Regions from separate parts of the Canis lupus genome. Here region 2 is linked to region 1. Evidence: chromatin contacts called from public Hi-C data. All regions are on one chromosome and are shown on one strand. Each heading gives the region's core, a stretch centred on a gene start, on an enhancer-like site or on the middle of the called end of the contact. The rest is flanking DNA. Distances are from core to core; before and after follow the strand shown. Region 1 holds the start of TOMM6 (mitochondrial import receptor subunit TOM6 homolog). Region 2 holds the start of CCND3 (G1/S-specific cyclin-D3).

Region 1 (5,105 bases), core at 708-3,207:
GAACCAGCCTGGGTCCTTTGTGTTCCCTGTGGCTCTGACTGGAATCCTGGGCATGGGGACCCGTCGCCTTGTGCCCTCCCCTGCCGCAAGCAAAGGCCCCCAGACTTTCTGGGACTCAGAGGATTTCTCCGGAGCAGGGACAGGCGTTCATCTCGGTTTGCCGGGTGCCCAGTGCTGTCCTGATCAGGCGAGGAACTGCCATAATGGGAGCCCAAGAGGCAGAGCGGAACCCTGGGTTGGGAGTCCCGGCGACCGGGGTCGCGCTTCTTCAGGCGGTGCCACCTGCTAGCGGGACCCCGGCTAGGCCAGTCAACCCTCCCTGCGCCCGAGTGGTTGAGTAGATCAAAGGGGATGTCGGTAGACGTGCTTTAGCGTTAACTGGGTAAAAGGCGTGGTTCTGGGTGGATGAATGAGTGAATGAATGAATGAACGGGCCGTTCTCCCCCCTCTCCCAGCTCATCTTCTCCCGGCGCTGCACTGAGGCCGAGGGGCGGCGCTGGCACGAGAACCACTTCTGCTGCCAGGACTGCGCCGGGCCCTTGGGCGGGGGGCGCTACGCCGTGCCGGGGGGCGGCCCCTGCTGCCCCCGCTGCTTTGAGCGTCGCTATTCGGCTGCCGGCTCCAGCCAGGCCCCGGCACTGGAAGGGAGGGCGTCCCCTGGTAAGGGAGGAGAAGGTGCAGATCCGGGGGGAAGGGGGCAGCGGCTTGGGCTGGGCCGAGGAGGGGATTCTCCCGGGCCGGGACCCTCGCCCCGGTCCCACGCCGTCCCGTCCCCCCACCGCACCCCCCAGACCCGAGCCTCGGGGCCCGCAGCTCTCACCGCGCGTCCCTGGCCGGAGCGCTTCCAGGGCCTCCCGAGCCCACCCCGCGCCACCGTCGGGGCTGCGGCGCGGGACTCACTGTCGGACTGGGGACGCGGCCGCCCTCTGCTGGGCGGCGGCGGGGACGCGCGGGGGCGGGGGGTGCCCGGGAGCGGCGTCGCGGCGGCGGCGGCGGCGGCGGCGGCGGCGCGCACGGCCCGGGGGCGGGGCGGGATAGAGGCCGGAGCCCCAGCTGGATCCGGCTTCTGGCGCCCTCCCCGCCCGGATCCGGGAGAGGGGCTCCCGGCTCTGAGACCCGCGTTTCTGGCCCGGCCAGCAACAGGGGAGGCGGGCCTCGACGGAGCGGAGGACGCCGCGGCCGTCTCCCGAGCAGCCCTTCCCGCCGCTGCCTCCCGCTTCGGCCCGGAGGCCCGGAGAGGGCCGCTTCCATCCAGCCCGGAGCAGGAAGATCGAGCTGGGGACCGGACGGAGGCACCCCAAGGGCAGGAACGGGGCCGGCTGGAGAAGCCGCTCGACGCCAGGGAGGACGCCCCCTGCCCCACCTGCTCCTCCTCTTCGGACTCGGAACCCGAAGGCTTTTTCTTAGGCCAGCGCCTTCCCGGTCCCTGGAAGTCCCCCGGAAGCCTCCAGGCTGGGGACAGCGACACCTCCAGGAGACACTGCGCCATTTGCTAGTGGCGCAGCCCGGGGAAGGGGAAGGGGCGCGTGATCGGTTTGGTGGGAGAGCGAGGATCTCCTCACCCTGTAAACATCCTAGATTGAACGCAGTCAGGGGCACCCCTGGGAGAGGCGGCCAGGTCACAAACTTGGAGTGCTCCTCTTAAGCCTGCGCATCCTAAGCCTTCAGACGGAGACTTTCTTGGGGGAACCCCACCCCGCAAAGTTACGCGTCCCCTGCTGAGCTAGCCCCTAGGCCCACCCCCACGGCTGGGGCGGCCCCGCCCCAGCATCTTCCTGAGCCAATGAAGGGAGCACGCAGAGACCACGTGTGGCCGTGCCTAGGCGGGCAAGCCGCAGGCCTGGAGGGAGCTCCCCGCCTCGCGGAGCTCGTGGACGCGCAGCCCGGGACCTCTCGCTCTCCCCCGGGCCGCGGCGCCCCCTGCCGGCCCGTCGCCGGCGGAAGTGCGAGGCCGGAAGTGGCGTGCTCTGCGGGCGCCGGCGCCTACGCGGTGCGTCGGGAGACGCCTTGCGGATCGTGAGGGTGCCGCTATGGCTTCCAGCGGGGTCGGCGTGAGCGCGGCCGGCGCGCCAAATGAAGCACCCGAAATTCCAGACAACGTGGGAGATTGGCTCCGGGGCGTCTACCGTTTCGCCACCGACAGGAACGACTTCCGGAGGTAACCGAGGCCCCGGGAGCTTGTCCCTTTCCGGCCCTCCGAGCCCCCTGCGCCCTGCCTGGCGCCTCTGCGTTGCTCTGGCTGAGCTTTGGAGCGGTCCTTGGCTGGGAGAGTTCCCGTGCGGCAGAAGCGATCTTTTGAGTTACTGGGCTATGTCTAGAGAATTCTCACCCTGACCAGGGGGACCCGGGAAAAAGGCGCCAACACAAACAGGCCTTTCGGCCCTAGGCGAGTGTTTAATTGTCCTTTGCATTTGATTCTGCTCCGTGGATACAGAAACGGACTCCAAGTAACCATGTAGTTCTTGGGCAACCTACCATTGTAAAGCTCTACGTTCTTGCAATTCTAAAAGCGTTTATGCCTCCGAAGCTTTTTCCAGGGCGGTGATGGCAAGTCTTTCCCCCCAGTATCCTTCCTTAACTAAAGACAAGTGAGTCAGGGACGACAGGGTTAATGAGATGTTCTTTTTCCAGGAACTTGATCCTCAATTTGGGACTTTTTGCTGCGGGAGTTTGGCTGGCTAGGAATTTGAGTGACATTGACCTAATGGCACCTCAGCCGGGGGTGTAGCCAAATAGGTAAGAACTTAACCTGAGCTCTGCGGGTCTGGGAGCTCCAGAGGTTGAGAGAAGCAATAATATTTGTCATCTATTCACAAAATACAGGAAGGAGATTTGATAGAAGTCCTTGGCTGTTCCTAGTTAAATGTGTTTACAGATGTTATGAGGAATTTTGAGTCTCTTACTAATTTTCCTCCAGTGCTTTTACATTTCTAATGCCACTGTTGTCCTGTTGTCTGATTGCAGACACATGGAACCCCCTGTGCTGTACTTGAACCTTCCAAAACTAGAGCCTCCAATTTATGACCGTCACAAGACTTAGCCCTCTTGGAAGTTGAAGCTTCAATCAGACCACCTTCCCTTCCCAATTGCTTCGTCTCCTTGAGCCCACTCAGAACTCCATTCTCTGGTCAGCAGTCAGGTTTCAGCCAAAGTGTTGTCCTCTGTTCTGTAAAGTTCTGTACATAGTTCCTAAGTTTCTGCAGGAGGTGATCTTTGCTCTTGTCCTGAGGAATAACCTAATGATATTTTAAGAAATATTTGGAATAAAGACGTATACAAAGACCATCATTTTATTCTTTTAATAAGAAACTTCAGCTTACAAAAACAAGGTGTAAAAAGTCAAGATTTACAAAAATCATAAAAACATGATTTTTATTTCACACTCAAGAGACATGAACGAGCCCCAAACATGAATTGTAACAGAGATGGTTTGCTTCATATTAAAAGGAAAAAAAAAAAAGAAAAAACCGTAGCCACTGTACACTGATGCCAACATAAGGTGAAACGTGATTTTTGAGGAATTTCCACTGTTGAGCAGAAGTAGGGGAAGAAGCCATTTGGTGTTGCATAGCATTTTACTGCACCAGGTGGGTTTTCCAGGCACCAGGGGGGCATTGTTGCTATAATCGAGTGGGATCTCTTGGGAGAAAGAGGGCAGTGATACGCAGGTGGAGGCAAGGTGAGTCAGCCTGGGCAGCGGGTACTAAGTGACACTGCTTGAGGAAGCTGTTTCCTTCACGAGGAAATAGATGTTCTCTGACCTGAAACTCACGGTAGTGCCACTGTCCCAAGAGTTGGGAGTTCTTTGGAAATGGAATATGTAAGGAACTGGCAGTGGAAAAGACTCATGTAGGCTCAGAAAGATGTGGAGAGAGACAGTTTTCCCCCTAGGCAATTTTGTTCTGGTTGTTTTATTCTAGGCATTTATTTTTTAAAAGTTTATTTATTGAGTCTTTCTACACCCAACATGGGGCTCCAACTCATGACCCTGAGATCAAGAGTTGCATGCTCTGACAGCTAGCCAGGAGCCCATCTATTAGGTATTTTTTAAAATCCTGCTTTTCCACGTCAAGTTTCCTATGGAAGGGATATGGGATTAAAGGGTATGAACTGGAAAGGATGGAGGGGTCAGTATGAATGCACCACAGTGGCCTAACCGGCATAAATCTCGTTAAGAAATCTTGAGAATCAGATTGTGTATGTTTTACAAAGTCCTGTTCTCTTACAGTCGTCAGGTAGGCTCCATCTGTTGGGGAGGAGGTTGAGCATGTGTGAATTCAGGCCTGTGGATGGCTTGCTTACCAAGAAGCCAAGACCCTGAAAGATTCTACGCTAGGACCACAGACGACTTGACAGGTCTTAACACCCATCTTACTAGGTGTTAGGATGAGAAATGGTCACACGCATGAGAGCAAAGCTTGGGTTTGAACCCTCCCCCATGGTGACCAGAAAGGAAACTTAAGCCACAGCATAAATTCTAAGCCCCTTCAGATCTGCATCAGACCACTGCTAAGATAATACAAGCATCTCCTGTTCTTCATAGGCATGAAACAGATCCTTGGTCTGCGGCCTGATCTACTCATAACTGTGAAGAGTTCTATTTTACAAAGTTTTTTAAGATTGAAAATAAAAATCCAGCAAATTAAGACATGGCAGCTTCCAAAGCATAATTTGTATTTCACTCAAAATTTTACGTTTTAGCTTCAAGGAATAGAATTTACTGTTAGTGGGTTTATAAAGCCGTAATACTGGCAAGGTAAAGTTTCATTTAAACTGGCTTAATTCCTCAGTGTTAAGAATTTAGCAAGTAAAGCTATCAAATCTACAATTTTCCCAAATTCTGATGAACAGTTATGAATTCCATAAATTGAAATGCTGGCCTTCACCATTCCAACACAACATTCTTCCCAAGCAAAGTCGGTTTCACATTTGTCATATGATTTTTAGCCCTGGCTGATTAACATAGCACTACAAAAATCTCAGATTACGTGGTTAGATTTTAAATGGAAACGTGCCAGCAGAAATAAGTATGGGAAGAGTCCACAAGAATGACCATTTGATCAATGCTGGAGTGGCTAGCTATAGTGTATTTAGAGCAATGTGTG
Region 2 (4,837 bases), core at 1,040-3,539, 220 kb after region 1:
AACTCCTAAGTCCCTAACTCAAGTGGACATTCTACATGGTCAATCAGAGAAGCAGGGTAGTCTAGTGATCAAGAACAGGGCCTCCCAGGTCAAGTGCCCTGGGTTTCAATCTCAGCTCTGCCATTTATTTCTGGTGTACTCTTTAGAAAAATAACTTAACGCCTCTGTGCCTAGGTTTTCCCGTCTATACAATGGAGATGATCCTAGTGCTGACCTCATAGGACTTAGGGAAGGTTTTTTTTTTAGATTTTATTTATTTATTTAAGATATTATTTATTTATTTGACAGGGAGAGAGCACAAGCGGAGGGAGCAGCAGGCAGAGGGAGAAGGAGAAATAGGTTCCGCATGGAGCAGGGAGCCAGATGTGGGGTTCAATCCTAGGACTCTGGGATCATGACCTAAGCCAAAGGCAGAAGCTTAACTGACTGAGCTACTCAGGTGCCCCACTTACGGAGGTTAAATGAGACACTATACCCCAAACATTTAGAACAGTGCCTGACAGTACTATATAAGCATTAGCTGGTATTCTGAACCCTTGAGGGAAGGAAGGAAAAAAGAGGAAGCACTAAAGACCAAGGTAGTCATGGCCTCAAGGACTAGGATCTTGCTGGAATTCTCAGAGATACCTTTGATTGGAAATTCCAGGCAGAGTAGAAGCTCTGACTTGTTTATGTCCCCAACATCTAGCCTGTGCAGGAGATATAGCCATAGCTAATGGATGGTGAATAAATTCATCTAATGTTGTATCAATCATCTCTCCAGGGAGCCGAGGAATTGAAAAAGCAGAAGATTCTGCAGGAACACAATGAGAGATCTAGTTGTCTTCACCTATGTCTGGTCCCCAAGAGAACCGAGGAGGGTGGCATTGAGAAAACAGTGGAAACAGTCTTAAGGCCCAAGGATGAGGAATGGGTACCCCAACATTGTGTGGATGGTCACATAACCCTCAAGTGGACTCCCAGCTGCATGCAGCTGTGAATTTTTGGATTCTTAGGGACCAGCCCAGAAACTTGCCTTTCCCTGAATTTATCCTGCTCATTCCCCCCTCTTCTTCATGCCTAGATAGTAGGTTAAAGAGAGCAGGAAGGCTATCTGGGTCCTCAATGTATTCCAATGCCAACCCCACAGTCAGGGTTCAGTACAGGTCTGCAGAATGAACAAGTGGCCCCCAAAGTCCTACCACTTCTCTGCCTGGTGACTATCCATCACCTAGAATCCAACTCCAAAGTCCTCTTCTCTCCTGAGTCTTCCTCGCCAGCCCAACTTGGTGCTTTATGTCTGTTGTTTTCTGTGACCCACACCAGTGGTAGTTGAATAACATCATCGTACCCTCAGCATCCCATAAATCCCAGACACATAGTAGGTGCTCAATGTTTGCAGATGAAATCATTATGCTCCCTTAGTAACAACAACCAATTTCTTCAGTTACTCTTCTTGGCAGTACATTAAAAGATGCAGAAGAGGCTTGTGTGCACATCAGACACCACAGGGACACTGAGGCGTCCCTTCTTCCAGGCGCTTCCTCTGACCTAATCCTTCTGCCCACATCGGTTCTGCCTTCCTACTCACCTCCCATTGCTATCTCTGAGGTATGAAGAACGACGACAACCCAGGGAGGCCACTGGGCTTCTGGGTCAGCTGGGAGAGGGGCTGTGGGGACAGGGCTCAGGGCTTTGGGGGCGTCTCTGCTCTTCACCTACGTGCAAAAGTGAGCCAAGCTTTAGGGGACAATGGGGAGGTGATGAGGACGCAGTGACCCCCTTAACCGACCCCCTTCCGACCCTACCCCGGGCGTCCAGCCTGAGCTTGGAGGCACCCCAGCGAAGGGTGGAGAGGCTGACACCCCAGCCATCAAGCCTACCTCCAGAGCAGGTGAGCCCCCCGGAGCACCGACTGTGGCCTCATCGTCCCGCCGCCTCGGACTTGCCTCTGGGGAGGGGGGCGTCGCCACCGCCTCGAGCCGAGCCGAGGGGCGTGCGCTCCTCCTCCGGGCGCCCCAACACAAACAGTCTCCACCCCCGCAGGCGCCGCGTGTTTACAAAGTCCGCGCCGCGCCGCGGATCCCGAGTTTAAAGCTGGGCAGGAAGTGGGGAAGAGGGGGCGGGGGAGACAAAGGGGCTGGGTGCTCGGCGCCGCTAGTGTGGGCCCCGACTCCTCCCCCGGCCGCCCGCGGTTGGCCCCGCAGACCCCGGCCCACGTGCCCGGGCGAGGGGGCGGGGCACGCCCCGGGCTCAGGTGCGCCTGCGGGGCCCGGGCCGCGCGGGTTCCCAGAGTCTGGCCCGCGGGGCGCTCGCCAGGCGATCGCGCGTCGCGCAGGAAATAAACAACTTCAGGTGCTGGGTCTTGACCTCCGGCTCTGCTTCTGGCACGTGCCCGAGATCCTCTGCGGGTATTAGCTTATTTTCTTCTCTAGCAATCCCACCCCTGTTCCACACACACACAAAGGAAACTGAGGCACAGTGCGGTTAGGTAACGTGCCCGAAGCCTCACAGCCTGCGATGTTAGGATTCAAACCCGGCGTGCGCGCCCTCCCAGGCACCCGCAAACGGAACTGAAGGAGGGGCAGTGGGGGTCCCCGGTCCCGGCAAGGAGAACCCCCGTCCAGGGCGGCTGATGAGCGAGTGAGACGCAGAAAACCACAGGCACCGCGGGGTCGCAACGCCTCGGGACTGAGGCGGGCCCCGGACAGCTTCTTGCCGCCCGCGCACATCGCTGCGGATCGAGGGCGAGAAGGCAGCGGGATGCAGCGGAAGACCTGGGCTAGCGGGTCTAGGCTCGAGGGGCAGGTGGACGTTGGCGGGCTGCGGGGCCGGTGCGCGCAGAGTAAGGTTTCCCAAAATTACTCGCTCAGGATAATCACCTGCAGAGCTTCACAACACAGAGTCCCAGGCCCCGTCCCCAGAGAGGGAGTCCCTGGGACCGAGCGGGACGCAGCCAAAGGTGTTGCTAACAACAGGCAAGTTTGGAGCGCCCCAGGGATGTGCTCTGCGGGAGAAACGATCTCCTCTAGAAACAGGTGCGAAACCCGAGGGCGCATCTTCCTAGCCGATTCCGAGGCACACCGGGGCCCCAAGAACCTACCACTCACTGTAGGTCACGTGAGCCGGGATCCTCAAACACCGCCGCCCCCCCCCCGCCCCCCGCAACCCGCCTGGGCTTAGGAGAGCTCCGAGGGGTGCGCGCCGCCCCGCCCCCTCCCCGCCCCTCCCCGCTCGGCGACTACAAGTCCCATCCTGCCCTGCGCTCGCGCACAGTACGCCAGAGCAAGATGGCCGACACGGCGGCCACTGCCGGGGCCGGTGGCTCCGGAACGGTAAGGGCGGGAGGCGCGGGGCGGAAGCCGAGAGAGCCTGGGCATTCTGCAACTTCCCCCTAGTGTGGGCAACAAGCTCGCAGCCAGGAATCCAGCCCCACCATGAGCTCCGGGTGGAGGAGCGTCTTTCAGGCCGTAAATGCCCCCCTCCTCGGGACTTGGCTGCGGCCTCCTGAGTTGGCGGACCGGTGTACTGATTGGCTCCTCCGCTGTTGGGGGTTGGGAACCCGGAACACCTCCTGATTGGCTCGGGGAGACCGGCTTCGCCTTCTTATTGGCCAGCCTGAGTTAGGAGGGATTCCCGTTTCAGAATAATTTAGCTTTCCTACTTTTCTGAGCGGTTGCCCTTTGCCTTCCTATGCCCAGCATCGTGTGGTGCTGTTTTAATTTTTCTTTGTAGTGACAGAGTGTGGAGATGCGAGGAACAAGAGAAAGGCCTTTTTTTTTTTAATTTTTTCTGGGAAATGGATGTGAATTCAATCCTATCATGCATGTTTTTTCAGCTATATATTTTGATAATCTGCTAAAAAAGTAAGAAAACTTATTAGAATCTTAAGTTTTAGGTAGCTCCTTAGGATTTAGAACCCCTTGGGTACTCGATGATTACTCAGTTGGCCAGGATTTATAAATCTTAACACCAGGGGCTACCGTATTTTATTAAGCACTGATAAATACATATTTAGCGAAAGAACTTTTGCTTGCCATTGACGATATGTGAACTGTTGGATTGCATTCTTGTCCTGTGGGTGAATTAATTTTTTTTAATGGGGTGCTGATTCGCAGAGATCAGGAAGTAAACAATCCACTAACCCTGCTGATAACTACCATCTGGCCCGGAGGCGAACCCTTCAAGTGGTCGTGAGCTCCTTGTTGACAGAGGCAGGGTTCGAGAGTGCTGAAAAAGCATCCGTGGAAACATTGACAGAGATGCTGCAGAGCTGTAAGTACCAGGAAACAATAGCTCCTTTTCGAGTCAACCAAACATCTGTGCTGTGTCTTGCACTCTGATAGTGTTAAAGATAGGAAAAAGAACAGCATAGTAAAGTGACTTTCAGGCTTTAGAATCAGATGGACGTGGGTGTAAGTCATCGCTCTGCCACTTAATAGCTTGAACAAGTTGCTAAACCTCCTGAACCTCAATTTCCTTATTTGTGAAGTAGGACAATAATTTGTATCTCCTGGAGTTGTGAGGATAAGTGAGGTGCATGTGTAAGACACTTGATATTAGGAACCTGGTAACCTCTTGATGGTTTATAAGTGCTGTTGTTGCTGCTTGTTCTCTATATTCCAGGAAGTTATAGTTTTGTTGCAGAGTCATGATCAAGTCCCATGAATAGATGCTATATATTGGATAATCAAATGCTATAGTATGTGATACAAAGAGGGAGAGTAAATAAGTTTTATAGAACGGAAAAAAAAATGCTTAAGAGGAAACACATTGAGTTGGAGAAGCCTAGAATGGTCTCACACAGGCTTTTCTGCATATACAGTGTATTTCCCTGCTTGGGTTTTATTAGTGGTGG

What was found. Hi-C and Micro-C count contacts between places; a contact is called where the count stands out from the background.
Region 2: a contact with region 1 is called in a Hi-C map of blood, with 6 times the contacts expected there. The contact joins the promoter of CCND3 here to the promoter of TOMM6 in region 1. A contact is called at or near these places in 4 of 9 Hi-C or Micro-C datasets (amygdala, blood and skin fibroblasts).

Annotation. Positions count from the first base shown.
Region 1 is chr12:10,659,812-10,664,916 of UU_Cfam_GSD_1.0, forward strand. TOMM6 (mitochondrial import receptor subunit TOM6 homolog) reads left to right here and starts at 1,958. Exons shown (of 3, transcript XM_038554046.1): 1 at 1,958-2,158; 2 at 2,632-2,736. The coding sequence starts at 2,031. The coding sequence ends at 2,728. PRICKLE4 (prickle-like protein 4) reads left to right here. Exons shown (of 7, transcript XM_038554041.1): 6 at 456-660; 7 at 1,138-1,952. The coding sequence ends at 1,496. It overlaps USP49 (ubiquitin carboxyl-terminal hydrolase 49), which reads right to left. Exons shown (of 8, transcript XR_005367689.1): 8 at 3,286-5,105.
Region 2 is chr12:10,874,784-10,879,620 of UU_Cfam_GSD_1.0, forward strand. CCND3 (G1/S-specific cyclin-D3) reads right to left here and starts at 2,290. Exons shown (of 5, transcript XM_038554048.1): 1 at 1,863-2,290. TAF8 (transcription initiation factor TFIID subunit 8) reads left to right here and starts at 3,253. Exons shown (of 8, transcript XM_038554054.1): 1 at 3,253-3,314; 2 at 4,098-4,254. The coding sequence starts at 3,270. It overlaps LOC111098258 (a long non-coding RNA gene), which reads left to right. Exons shown (of 5, transcript XR_005367697.1): 5 at 764-1,944.